Regions from separate parts of the Zea mays genome. Here region 1 is linked to region 2. The links are chromatin contacts, called in public Hi-C maps. All regions are on one chromosome and are shown on one strand. Each heading gives the region's core, a stretch centred on a gene start, on an enhancer-like site or on the middle of the called end of the contact. The rest is flanking DNA. Distances are from core to core; before and after follow the strand shown. Region 1 holds the start of LOC100283652 (gibberellin receptor GID1L2). Region 2 holds the start of LOC100382524.

Region 1 (7,368 bases), core at 428-2,927, 360 kb after region 2:
TGATTTGAAATCATCATGCAAAACTATTTTTGAATTCAAAATTTGAAATTTTCAAACGATCTCGGATGAAAAAAACACAAAAATTAAAGTTCTAGGCCTCGAAAAGTTATTTAACTTTATAGTTGACATCTTTTAAATTTGAAATAATCTTATCATATAAAAATACATTTGAAGTTTTCATATTTAAAATCCAAATGTTGTAAACGATCTCGGATGAAAAAACTATTAAATAAAAGTCGTAGGTCTCAAAGAGTTATGCAACTTTGTAGTTAACAACTTTTCCATTTAAATTCATTTAATGTCTCAAATAATCAATTTACTCTCAGTTTGTTATAATACTTGGGAGAGAAAATTTAATATAGACACAAATGATATAAGAGGTGGAGTGGTGGAGAAGGTTGCACATAAGCGAGAGGTTACGAGTTCGAATCTTACTCTCCGTAAAACATGATGTGCAGCCCTTGGTAGTTGGTACTTGAAACTGCTCTCCCAATAAGAGCACACCCTCTAAATTCTAATTCATTATTTGAGAGTTATTAATAAAAAAATTTCTTTCTATGTATTTTTATCATCCAATTATCGCTTCTCTATATGTTATGTGCAAGAGAACATGTAAATAGACTCTTACAACCTTCACCGTACCTTCAGCTGTGGTTAGTCCATTGCTACAATATATTTGTTTGCCTTTACAGTTGATAACATCAAATGAAATTGTCTACAACAATAAGAGCACCCTCTCTAAATTCTAAATTATTATTTGAGAGCTATTAATATAATAATAACTCTCTATATCCTTTTATCCTCCAACTACTGTTTCTCTACATCTTCTGCACAAGAGAGCCTATCTCGTTCTTTATTTTAAGCTATCGAGAAACAACTAGCTAATAAGTTGTTGGGTGATATTTTTTACTAAAATCTATATTTATATTAATTGTTCATTCATCCTTAGTTATAAGATTTTTTTATTTTTATACTATTTTTATCATATATCTAGATATAATATATATATATTGAAATATACTACTCTTCTAAAATTGTAGTCATTTTATCTCTTCGTTTTATATCTATATTCAAATGGACGAAGATAAATATAAATATAAATATAAATATATATATATATATATAATGAATCTATTAATTAAATAAAACCAATTAATTTGGTAGGGAGGGAATATTATATAAGCTATATAGCTTAAAAAGCTAAAGCATCTTATAACTTAAAATGATGAAAGAAAATTCAGAGGTGGGAAAAAGGAGCTTGAAGTTGCTTTGATGTGTCCACGTGTTGCAATAGAAAAAAAAAGATAATGGCATATTTAATGACGGGGGATTTTTCAGGCAGAAAGCACTACTAGCATCACATCAGATCTTCTAGAAGAAAGTGAATTCCTCTTCTCGTGTGTGGAAGAGAAAAAAAATTGAAGGATACGTATATGCGAGACTTGTGCGTCCACAAACAGGTTCCATCAAGGCCGGATAACTGGACACCGCACATCTTTCGGGTCACAGCGAATCGACAAGCTAGCAGTGCCGGCCCTCACGTAGTCAGCAGTCAGCACTGCCGGCGACGCGTAGACCGAGTCCCTCATCAAAGAGTCCGCAACCTACCAAGTACCAACCAACCGCCTGGGCTGGGCAGGCGAGCAAGACAAAGCACGCCAAGCGGCAAGCGCAAGTCCAACAGCCCGCATCGCTCACTCCGTCACTCACTCGGCGCGGCGCCCATCCCCGCGGTTCTCACGAGCGCGCGCGCCTGCGTCCGGCGCCGTCCGCCATGGCGTCGTCCAAGCCTTTATTCCCCTTCCCCGTCCCCGCCCCCGACCCGTCCGACGAGGTCGTGCGCGAGTTCGGCCCGCTGCTCCGGGTCTACAAGAGCGGCCGCATCGAGCGGCCCCTGGTGGCTCCGCCCGTGGAGCCTGGCCACGACGCCGCCACGGGGGTCCAATCCAAGGACGTCCACCTCGGCTCCTACTCGGCCCGCCTCTACCTGCCCCCCGTGGCCGACGCCGGTGCCAAGCTGCCCGTCGTCGTGTTCGTGCACGGCGGCGGCTTCGTGGCCGAGTCCGCCGCCTCGCCCAACTACCACCTCTTCCTCAACAGGCTCGCCGCCGCCTGCCCCGCGCTCGCGGTCTCCGTCGACTACCGCCTGGCGCCCGAGCACCCGCTCCCGGCGGGGTACGACGACTGCCTCGCCGCGCTCAAGTGGGTGCTTTCCGCCGCCGACCCCTGGGTCGCCGCCCACGGGGATCTCGCGCGCGTCTTCGTCGCCGGGGACAGCGCCGGCGGCAACGTCTGCCACTACCTCGCCATCCACCCGGACGTCGTCCAGGCGCAGCAGCAGGGCTGCCCGCCGCCGCTCAAGGGCGCCGTGCTCATCCACCCCTGGTTCTGGGGCTCCGAGGCCGTGGGCGAGGAGCCCAGGGACCCCGCCGTGCGCACCATGGGCGCCGGACTCTGGTTCTTCGCGTGCCCCGATGCTAATAGCATGGAAGACCCGCGGATGAACCCCATGGCGCCCGCCGCACCGGGACTCCACACGCTGGCGTGTGAGCGCGTCATGGTGTGTACCGCGGAGGGCGACTTCCTCAGGTGGCGCGGCCGCGCGTACGCCGAGGCGGTGGCCGCGGCGAGGGGAGGCCGCCTGGGGCAGGCCGCCGGCGTCGAGCTGCTGGAGACCATGGGAGAGGGCCATGTCTTCTTCCTCTTCAAACCCGACTGCGACAAGGCCAAGGAGATGCTGGACAAGATGGCGGCTTTCATCAATGCGCCGTGAACGTGAACGTGATCCGTGACGCGTGCGCCCTTGTTCCTTTGTGTTTGCGTGACAATGTGGAAAATAAAATAATATATTTCAGCTGTTTTGGAAATTTTTGCCCACGCATCGACTAGCCAACTTGATGCCAAATTCATCGTTCACGCAAAATTGGACTACTTCAGGTGAAGAGCATATAATCTATGCTAACGTTACAATTCTGATGAGAGGGGCACACAATTTTGATGAGAAGTCGATAACGGCGGCACGAGCGGCCACGAGGTCACCCTTAAGGGAATGAGAGATAAAAAAATATTTAAATAATACTGATTGAGTAAGGGTTGCTTTGGCGGCATGGCTCCTTGAGCGGGTCTAGTTTGGACTCATCATGAAGCCCTACCAAATGATCACAAAAAAATGTTTCTCGTCAAGAGCCTCTAAAGAGCTATAACCGTTTTTTATTACATCATGATGCCCGAGACATCCACATAGTCATTAACATAGATCAAAGTGCGAAAACGAAACATAGAACCACACGCCCTTCACAGGCAGCCGACTGGAGGTTTGCCGCTAACCCACGCCTAGAACTTATCATAGTCTTGAAACGCCTGAAAATCCTCCACCGGGACTTCATCTTCTCCCGAGCAGTGGTTGCAATGTGGACAACCTGTGGGTTTTGGTGTTATAAAGCAAGGATGGGTACACATCAACAAACTCAGCAATTGTCACGTTTGGCTGTGGTGAACTAGCTTTATGTGGGGTAAGGATCAAGCAGTTGCTTTTAGTTGGTCAATTAATTATTACAACTAGAGAGCCAGGTTTTAGCATTAAACCCAAGCTATTAGCCCAAAAGTACTCCTTCCAAACGAAAAAATACCAAAAATCATAATCGTAATCACCAAAACCATAATTAACCTCATCATCTTCTGTGATTATAGTATCTCTAATCAATGGAGCTACCAAGGCCGCTCATAACCGTGAGCACGACTGATGTATCAGTTTCATAACACTCTGCAGAGGTTACACACTTTACCCACGAGTCGTGATTCCCTCTTGTAACACCCTGAATTTGGGGTATAAAATTTCTTCTCTAATGCCTACCAAATTCAGGAGTTACCTCTTGTTTCTCTCTCTCTAGATTTCTTCTCTCTCTTTTTATTAGAACTATGTCTAGTTTATAGGGGATTAACTATTTATTTAATATAGCAAAACCTATGTGAGTCATGAAATATTGCATCATGCTGAGCCTAAATTATTATTTTGGTTGATGTACATGTTTGAATTAGTTTGAATTTGAATTGGGTTTGAATTTGATTTGAAATCCATAGAGAAAATAAAAAGAAAAACATTTGGAAAATTGTAAAGCCCAAAATTGGTAGAAGGAAAAAATAATAAAATAAATAAATACATTTGTAATAAGGTTTTGAGAATTTTTTTAACCTTTAAAATTTATTAGGACCTTTTTTTATAATCAATTAAGGATATTAACATAGTCATGTAACCAATAAATGAATAAAAGAGTGGGCATCTTATACTTATGAATTTGTGGTGATACATTTTATTGAAATAAGGAATCATAATTTAAATTTGACCTTAATTTTTTAAATGAAAACGTAAAATAGAAAATGAGAAAGTAAATTTTAATGAAGTCATTTAGTCCTTCCATAAATAAATAATAGGGAAAAGAATAAATAATAATATTATAAACAGTATAGTTTATATTCACATTAGGATTATTTTGACACTAGAAATTTGAAGTTCAAAACATGAGTTTGAATTTGAATTGGATTTGAAAAGGGAATAGAAAAGAAAAAGAAAATGAATTCTGTTTGGGCCGCCAGAATGGAAATTCGCCATCCCTTCCTTTCTCTCGGCCCAACATCGCGCGCCTCAACTCATCCCGCCTCCGCGCCAGACACCTGCCGCCCGGGCCCACCTGGTCAGTCGCTCTGCACATGACCTCCACTCGTGCGTGTCACCACCATGTGGGACCGAGGTGTAAGACCTGTCTTCTCCCAACAGATCCGCACCATTGCGCCAGGTTCCGGGCGGGTTGTTGAATCCAATCGCTGTGGTCAGGATTTGGTGGGCCCGAGTCGATCCCCTTGCGCCTATAAATACTCGAGCCACGACCCCCTCTCCATATCCGTCTGCATCGACGCTGTCGACCACAATCGTTGCCGCAAAGCGCCGCTGCGACTTCACCTCAACATTGTGGGAGCTCGGAGTCGACCAACTGTGCAGGAAGGTTCACTGGAAGGTGAAGATCGCGGGCGTGAGGGATTTGGACCTCGGGAGGTCTCGGTGGCTCAGTGATTGCTCGCCAGAAATATTCTCCACCACGGATTCGCCCCCCATCGCGGTCAGAGACCATCGTTTCGTTACCTCCGGTGCGTAGTCTTTGACCGTACTCATCATAGTCTCCACATCGTGTACCACCGTTTGATTCCATGGTTGGGACAAGAACTAGCTGGGCGGATGCTTCGCCAGTGGCACCGTCGTGCTCGTGCCCCGGCGTTGTGTGCCGGCGGTCGAAGGAGCAAGATGAGAGAGAGATGCGAGGGCTGTCCATGGCCGTTGATCTGGCCGGGGCCGGCTGAGATCAAGTCGAGGGATAATGATTCAGCGTTCGGAATCTCGACCGTCCGATCGTGGTGGGGTGTGTGAGATTAGATCGTGAAGTAATGAACCCGAGTCGTTGGATATTGATGGGTGGTCCAGATTAAATCCAGCCATACCCTTCACCTCGTCGCTTACTAACCATTGATCCTAGAATAGGCGGTGGAGATTAGTGTGAGGATAACGTTTCGACTCGATTGCAATATGACCGTTAGATCTAGATCTGAGGGATGTTATCGCGTACCCGTTCATATTTGTGGCGTTATGATCTGGGCCATTGGTTCAGATCTGACGATCAATATCCACCGATACCCCTTCGGTGGGGCGGTTGTCTAAAGAAGCCCCTGGGCTTAATGGGAATCAACCCGCCGTCCACCGTAGTTTAATTAATATTGCAGATTGACCCTTTTCTTTCGAATGGGCCCCTGAACTTGTAGAAAATGATGATTACAGTCCATAAGTCATCAGGAAAATGGTAAATTAATTGAGAAAAAAAGATTTCTAGTATAATAATAATTCCGGAAGCTTGTTTAATTCATCTTAGCTCCTTTTTGATCCATTCCAGTTGCATTAGATCCATAATAATATTGTTTATCCCCTGGTGGCTTTATATTGTTATGAAACCTAAAACAAAATGTATGTACTTAATCTCTTTTATACCCCACTCCTAAATCTTTAGAAAATCATAACTTTATAACCGTAGCTCCGAATTTAGTGATTCTCGAGCCCATGATCTCGTAGCATCGCGTAGAATATTATTATGCAGTTTGTGCTTATGGTTGGTGAGATGTTAGTTTTGCCTATACCATGTTTGTTTGTATTGCTACACATAGGAGTGAGGTCACGAGAATCTGAAGATCATCCTGGTAGTTGGGAATCTTGAGTCTCAGGCAAGTTGTGCCCTTGATCACTTATTTTTACCTAATAATGTTTACTGTTAATCACCGTGACATGTTTAGGTTAATTTGATGGGACCTAATAGGTTTCCCTAGCATTGTTTATCCCCCACCTTACAAACAGATGAATTATTGGGTAGATTTGCTATTGCTCTACCTGGTTTTGGGAAACTAATGTTTTATTATGATCATGTTACAATTATGTTGTTTAATTATTGTTCATGGTAAGATCATATTGTTAATTGGAACATGGAGAACCACCCGGAAAAATAGTGCTACCGACGCCCTTGGCTGACTAATTAGGAAAGCTAGTGGAGGACTACCTTACCCGAAAGGGGGAAGGGCAGTAGGGGAGTGGTCGGTATAGGGAGGTCCTCAGGCTGATTTTGCTGCGATGGCTTTTCAGACGGGGGATTCCTATATTGCGCTTCCTAGAACTGTAGCGGGTTTTCTGAAGCTAGTGGAACTTTGTAAAGGTCTCGTAGTGGTACCCTGTCTCGCTTCCTTAGTAGAGGTGTATGGGATCTGATCAACCTCGTGGCAAATGGGTAACACGACTTGTGGGTAAAGATGCACAACCTCTGCAAAGTGTAAAACTGGTATATCAGCTGTGCTCACGGTCATGAGCGGCTCGGACACTCACATGATTAACTTATGGAATTAAACTCAATTTGTCATTTGCATTGCATTGTGGGTGTTGTTATTAACATTGATTTCTTATTTAATTGGGTTGGTATCTACTTATACTTAGTAACTGCTAATAAAATTTTGACCAACTTTAAAAGCAATGCTCAGCTTTAACCATCCTCTTTGGTAAGCCTTACACTTCACCTGAGCTCCCACCTTTTGTGAGTTCATGCACATTATTCCCCAAAACTTGTTGAGCGATGAACGTATGTGAGCTCACCCTTCCTGTACTCATATCCCCCAGGTCAAGGACAGGTACCACAGGATGAGGCGCATGGAGGATGCTATGATGAGTTCGTGAGAGGTCTAGGCCGTCGTCTCCCAGTCAACTTTGGTTGATGGATCGTTGTCTTCGTATGATGTAATTATTTAATGATTTTGTACAGAACTCCATTATATATTAATGTTGTGACA
Region 2 (6,896 bases), core at 4,387-6,886:
CGGAATCATGAGGATCTAGGACCCCTCTCGTCGCCTTCTTGCCAATGTACAAAGGAGTCCCAATCGACTCTACATCCTCAACGTGAAGGTGGCACAACCCTTCTGCCTTGCTGCTCGTCGAGACAACGAGGCATGGTAATGACACGAGCGCTTCGAGCACCTTAACTTTGAGGCCCTGAAGCGGCTCAGTGTCAAGGAGATAGTACGAGGCCTGCGTGTCTTGACCACGTGGAACAGTTCTGCGACGTCTGCGTGATGACAAAAGCAGAGGCGGCTCCCCTTTCCCTAGCAGTCGAGCTTCCGAGCCAAGGAGAAGCTCGAACTCATGCACGGAAACTTGTGTGGCCCGATGACAATAGCCACACACCAGTAGGACAATGCTACTTCTTGTTGCTCGTCGACGACGTCTCTCACTACATGTGGGTGATGGTCCTTGGCAGCAAGGGAGAGGCTACGAATGCCATCAGGTGTGTGTAGGTCACTGCAGAGGCAGAGTGCGGCCGCAAGCTGCGCATGATGCACACCGACAACGACGACGAATTCATGGCGGTTGAGTTTGCGTCGTACTGCGCGGATGAGGACGTTCAACGCCACTACTCTGCGTCGTACAGCCCGCAACAGAACGGCGCCGTCGAGCGACGTAACCAAACGGTTGTGGGAATGACTCGGGCTCTCCTCAAGTAGAGGGAATGTCGGCTGTCTCTAGAGAGAGGCGGTGGTGACAGATGTCTACATCCTCAACCGCTCACCTACCAAGGCACTCAACGGGATGACGTCGTACGAGGCTTGGCATGGATGCAAGCCAGCGGTCTCTCAACTACGGGTCTTCGGCTGCCTCGCATTCACCAAGGAGCTTCGCCACATCGTCAAGCTCAACGACAGGAGCACCCCGGGGGTGTTCATTGGCTACGCGGAGGGCTCAAAGGCCTACTGCATTCTTGACCCAAGAACACAGCGTGCGCGCACAGCGTGCGACGTAGTGTTCGACGAAGGGTGAGGATGGGCATGGGACAAGGCGATGGATGACGGCACGACTCTAACGTACGACGACTTCACCATCAAGTACGCCCACTTCGAGGGAGTTGGGGGAGTAGGCAACTCTTCTTCATCGAGCAGATCTACCCTAGTCCCCAAGTCTCCAACTCCCACGCCATGCTCTCCAGCCACGACTCTGACTACAACGAACTCTTCACCACCACGCACTCCAGCACCGACGGTAATACCTTCGAGCCCGTCCACTCTGACACCAGGTCGTGTGGATCACAACCCGATGGAGCTCGTTACCCCACTCTCCCACGACGAGGAGCGCACAACGCGTACCATGACGGCGAGCCGTTGCGGTATCATACGGTGCAAGACCTTCTCATCGACCCGTCGATGTCGGGCCTGACGTCTCGTGATATGGCGGCGGAGTTACATCATGCGTGCGACGACGGCGAGCCTCGGTCTTTAGCGAAGGCCGAGAGACACGCGGCATGGCATGTCGCGATGAAGTCGGACATGGGTGTGGTTGAGATAAACCGCACCTAGGAGCTCACTGACCTCCCTCGTGGTCACCGCATGATCACCCTTAAGTGGGTGTTCAAATTGAAGAGAGATGAAGCCGATGCCATCATCAAGCACAAGGCTCGCTTGGTGGCACGCGGTTTCTTGCAGCAGGAGGGGATCAACTTCGACGATGCCTTCACTCCCGTGGCATGGATGGAATCCGTGCACCTCCTCGCGCTGCCAGCCCAGGAGGGCTGGCCTGTTCATCACATGGATGTCAAGTCGGTGTTTCTTAACGACTTAAAGGAGGTCTACGTCCAACAGCCACCAGGATTTGCAACCTCTGGCAAGGACGCCCTCTATGGCTTGCGACAGGCACCGAGGGCGTAGAATGCCAAGCTTAGTAACCGGGAACAAGGAACTTGGCCACATTCCTCGTTCCGGGAACATTCGTTCCGTTCCGGGAACGTGGGAACAATCTCGATCCAGTAGTGTTAAATCCTAGTTTTAGTAGCGTACCGCGTTCCCGTTCCTCGATCCCATCGATCCGGGAACCTGGTTACTAAGATGCTAAGTTGGATTCCACACTAAAGGGGATGGGCTTCAAGACAAGCCCGCACGAGGCGGCCACCTACCGGCAGGGCAATGTTAGAAATGCCCTGTTGGTGGGTGTCTACGCCGACGACCTGGTGATCACTGGCACTAAGGATGCAGAGGTGACAGCGTTTAAGGAAGAGATGAAGGCCACCTCCCAGATGAGTGACCTGGAGCATCTCTCCTTCTACCTGGGGAATGGGATCGAGGATTCGAGGTGCACCAGGGTGACTCCGGGATCACACTTCGTCAGACCGCCTACGCCAAGTGCGTCGTTGAGCTGGCTGGGCTCATCGGCTGCAACTCAGCTCTCACTCCGATGGAGGAGAGGCTGAAGCTGAGCCACGACAGCACACGGAGGAGGTGGACGCTACGCAGTACCAATGTCTTGTGGGGAGTCTTCGCTACCTCGTCCACACACGACCGGACTTGGCATACTCCGTCGGCTACGTTAGTCGGTTCCTTCAGCGACTGACGACGGAGCACGATCAAGCTGTGAAGAGGATCATCCGCTATGTTGCGGGGACTCTCGACCACGATCTCCACTACCTGAGGTGCCCTAGGGAGGCACAGCTTGTCGGGTACAGCGACAGTGACCATGCCAGCAACATCGACACTAGCAAGAGCACGAGCAGAATTCTCTTCTTCCTCGGCAAATGCCTCATTAGCTAGCAGTCGGTCAAGCAGCAGGTGGTGGCCATGTCCAGCTGCGAGGCCGAGTACATAGCGGCCCCACCGCTTCAACTCAGGCGCTCTGGCTTGCTCGACTACTTGGTGCCTTGGCAGCTTGAGCAGCGATGGAACTTAGGGTGGATAGCCAGTCCACTCTGGCCTTGGCCAAGAAACTCGTGTTCCATGAACGGAGCAAACACATCCGGGTGAGGTACTACTTCATCCGAGACTGTTTGACATAAGGGAGCATCAAGACATGCTACATCAGTACCAAGGATTAGCTTGTGGACCAACTCACCAAGCCCCTTAGGAGGATCAAGTTCCTTGAGCTTTGCTCCAAGTCTGGGATGGCTCAACTTTCTCACAAGACAACGCACAAGACTTAAGGGTAGAATGATGAAATAAGTCTTATAGCCTTTGTGGAGGACTACAATTAGGACAGACTACAGTTAGTACAACACCTTTAGCATCTAAGGACAGCATCTGCAGTTAGGACAGCACCTTTAGCATCTAAGGACAGCATCTTTGCTGTTAGGACAGTACCTTTAGCATCTGTGTAATCCAGCCTTTGATGGACAGCACCTTTGTAGTCTTAGAGAAACAACATCTCTGTATGTGTAGCATCTCTAGGAGCACCTTAGTGTATGCTCGGCAGCCCTTAGAGATATAAATATGTAACCCCAACCCTTAGAAGGGTATGGCATTGTGTAGTGTGTGGGGAATAAACAAGAAAAATTGCTCCAACTCATAGTGTCATCCTCTCGATTAGAGTAAGAGTCTCGTTGCTTACACTTGTGAACAGATCTTCGGTGGTTGATATCAAAGGAGCACTCATAGCTCAAGTCCTTGTTGATTATCTTTCAATCTGGATTTGGTGGATGGAATGGTGTTGCAGCCTGAAATTCCTGACCGACATATTTGGAAGTCATCCTCTTCTAGAGCTTATTCTTGTAAATCAGCCTATCAAGCGATGTTTATAGGAACCATTCAGTTTTCTCCATGGAGAAAAATCTAGAAAAGTTGGGCTCTAGCAAATTGCAAGTTCTTTGCTTGGTTGGCTATCAACAATAGGTGCTAGACCTCAAATAGGTTGGCTAAGCGAGGGCTGCCCCATCAGCCAGCATGCCGGTTTTGTGATTAGGCGGAGGAAACCATTCAGCATATTCTATTCTCCTGTGTGCTGTCCAGAGAAGTTTGGGAAAGGATTTTGAGGAAACTCAACCTTAACATGGTTCCACGCCCCGATGCCTCTAGCCGGTTCTGGTCCTGATGGAGTAAGGCAGCAGCTGCTATCCCCAAAGAGTTTAAAAAAGGGTTCAATTCCTTGGCCATCTTGGTCACTTGCGAGTTGTGGAAGCACAGAAAACGCTTGCGTGTTCAATGGTGCTCATCCTTGGACTCAAACGATTTAGGCTCAAGTGACCGCTGATTCCCATATGTGGTGCCTGGCTGGGGCTTCTAACCCCATGAAGCTCCTCCTATGGGAGGCTCCTACCCATTAGGCTGGTGTGGCCTAGAGTGGTCTTAGGGTGGTTGTGTTCAGTTGTTGTGTAGTGTGTTTCAAGTGTGTTGGGGGTGTTATAACCCCCATTGTAACAAATTATTTTCTTCCTTAATGAAATGACACACAGTTCTCCTGCGTTGTTCTAAAAAATAGATTTTAGATATGTGCTACACGAATATGTTGTGTATGTATGACAGTGGCGATAGACACAATAACATCCGAAATTATGATATCAGATCTCAATCTTATTTATGTTGTCTCTACAAGATAACAGACAAGGAAAAGAACCTAGACAGATAGACAAGTTCATCGACACAATAAATAGATATTAATCGATGGTGCATTAGTTTTTGTATCACACACCTTTAGTCTGGAAATCTTTATCCGTTTTAACGAATGCAGCAACCAGCGCTCTTGGGAGTGCAGCAAGCCAGTCTTCCCTGTTGAGATCAGCAGGGACCGCGTTCAAGATGTTGTTCAAGAGATTCTCTTTGGTGTAAATTGCGGCCCCGTTCCCATTGTGCCCATCAAACAGCTGTAACATGAAGACAGCGCTTAGAAATAGGGCTTGTTTGGTGATCCAAGCTCAAGCATGCATTTTCCTATATAAACACTTTTAACCACCTACGTTGGCGTAGAAGGAGCATCGCATGAAGGCATTCCTTTATGGGTTACCCTTCTTTTATACATCGATGCGAGTAGACCGTGAAGGGTTGTCATGGATGTTCCATACCAAGGATAAGTGAAATGCGACCCAAAATGGCAAAATCAGAGCTCCTGTTCCGCACGAGACGAATCCTAATTGCCGACACCCACATATCCCAAATACGAAATTCACCCTGAAACCTATAATATTTGGCGCACCCTAGCCGATCGTTCATCGCCACCCCACCTAGATGCCTCCAGGCATGGCAGCGATCCACGTGACGCCAGATCGGGGGCAGCGATCGCGATGGGAGGGGATAGAGAGAGAGAACGGGGGGCTGCGCTTACGCCGAAGGCGGAGAAGGAGGAGGACGGGACGCCGGGGACGCGCTCGCATTCGAGCTTGAGGAATGTGAAGTCCTCGCCTTTCTTGGCCTGGCTGAAGAGGCCCGAGTGCAGCTCCGGTCGCTCCGATGCGGTGCGCTCGCTGGCCACCTCCCGCCTCAGCAGCAAGGCCAGCGGCACCGCGGCGCCTCCCCCTGCGCTGCTGCCGCCACCGGTGCTCCCGCCGCTCGTAGACCCCGAGCGTGAAGACATCTCCCTGCCAGGCCGCCGCTGCAACTACCGCCGCGGCGCCGAATCCAGTGTGCAGGCCAGCGAGCGAGGCGGGCGGTCCCCGTGCCTCTCACCCCTTTTGGTGGTGGAGGCGAGAAGAGAGGAGGGTGGTGGTGGAGGTGGTGCGAGGAAGAGGAAGAGAGGAGAGGGCGGTTGGATGGGTCACATGGGAGACGAGACGAGGAGAATTTGGACGAGTACGGGACGCGGAAATCCAGCCCGCCACGCGCATTACACAATTTCGGCAAAGGTAGGCAGGCCGATGAGGGGCCCCCGTTTTTTTTTTTCTTTGAAGGGCTCCAGCCTCCAGTTACAAAGGGCATGTTTGACTGTTTGAGACTCCACTGTGCTCTCGAGCTACAAATTTTCTCGTGTGGTTTAAGTAGTTAAGTGTGTGTTTGGTTACTGTATGCAAGGCACCTTTTCATCTAGGCAACAATTTGAGCCCAGCCGATGAAAATTCTACGCCTGGAAAGTATTGTTTGGCCTAGGCAAATTTTCAGACTGCAAACCAAGCATACCCTAAGTCATACGCGTGCAAAGTCTAAGTTTTTGCATGGTTGTGGGGAAACAGTTAGCAGTTCGTTTTCTCAAAGCTTGGCTGTGCGCAGCACAAGACGAGCTATTTTCCTTTGTGGCTGGTGGCTCGCGCGGGAAGGTGAAACCTCCGCACGCGCTCAGTATCGACGAATCCTCTCGTACTTAAGCTGATTTCGTTGTGTGTCCTTCCTTACTCTTTGAGCTCGTTGCCCTCATTCCTCTCTCGTGAGATACCGGTGGTGCTGAGCAGTGGTGTGTGGTGCCGGCGACCTCCATCGGTGGCCTTCGACTCTGTTCGCCCAACTTCGAGACTCGTCGGCGTGACGCTGCTCCAGCGACTGCAAGGACTCCGAGCTGTTGGACTTCTTCCTCTCCTCTTCGTCCCCATCTGCTCCCCCACCATGCCGATCGGCTTCCTCTACTTTCAGATCTGATTCCTCTCTATTGCAACGACCTCGAACCCAAGGTGAAATTCACCCGCAATCTTCTATTTTTCCTGGTCCCTGATTCTGTTAGGGTTTCCTTCAATACATATTGTTCTTGATTTGTTCTAGCCTATTTTGGTTGATTTGAGGATGTCCTATCTACTTTGTTATGCTAGGTATAGTTGTTGCGAGTTTGTTTTTCATGTGGTTAGCTTGGAATTTTTACATGAAATGGTCAATGATGTTGTCCTATGTGCACCTAGAGGCCTCATCTTGATGATACAGTTGTGCTCTTTGTTTGTGTAAGGAAAATGGACTCGGGCCGTTTGGCTCAAAAGGTTTTCATGTTTGATGATCAACATAACATGTGGACTAATATGTTTGCTAATGCTTATGTTTATAGGATGCGAAGA

The links. Hi-C and Micro-C count contacts between places; a contact is called where the count stands out from the background.
Region 1: a Hi-C map of tassel shows a contact between it and region 2, with 3 times the contacts expected there. The contact joins the promoter of LOC100283652 here to the promoter of LOC100382524 in region 2. A contact is called at or near these places in 5 of 25 Hi-C or Micro-C datasets (bundle sheath, ear, endosperm and 2 more).

What each region holds. Positions count from the first base shown.
Region 1 is chr4:127,598,378-127,605,745 of Zm-B73-REFERENCE-NAM-5.0, forward strand. It overlaps LOC100283652 (gibberellin receptor GID1L2), which reads left to right and starts at 1,678. Exons shown (of 1, transcript NM_001156553.2): 1 at 1,678-2,864. The coding sequence starts at 1,775. The coding sequence ends at 2,773.
Region 2 is chr4:127,239,396-127,246,291 of Zm-B73-REFERENCE-NAM-5.0, forward strand. LOC100382524 reads right to left here and starts at 5,637. Exons shown (of 9, transcript NM_001361654.1): 1 at 5,252-5,637; 2 at 4,622-4,793. The coding sequence starts at 5,500.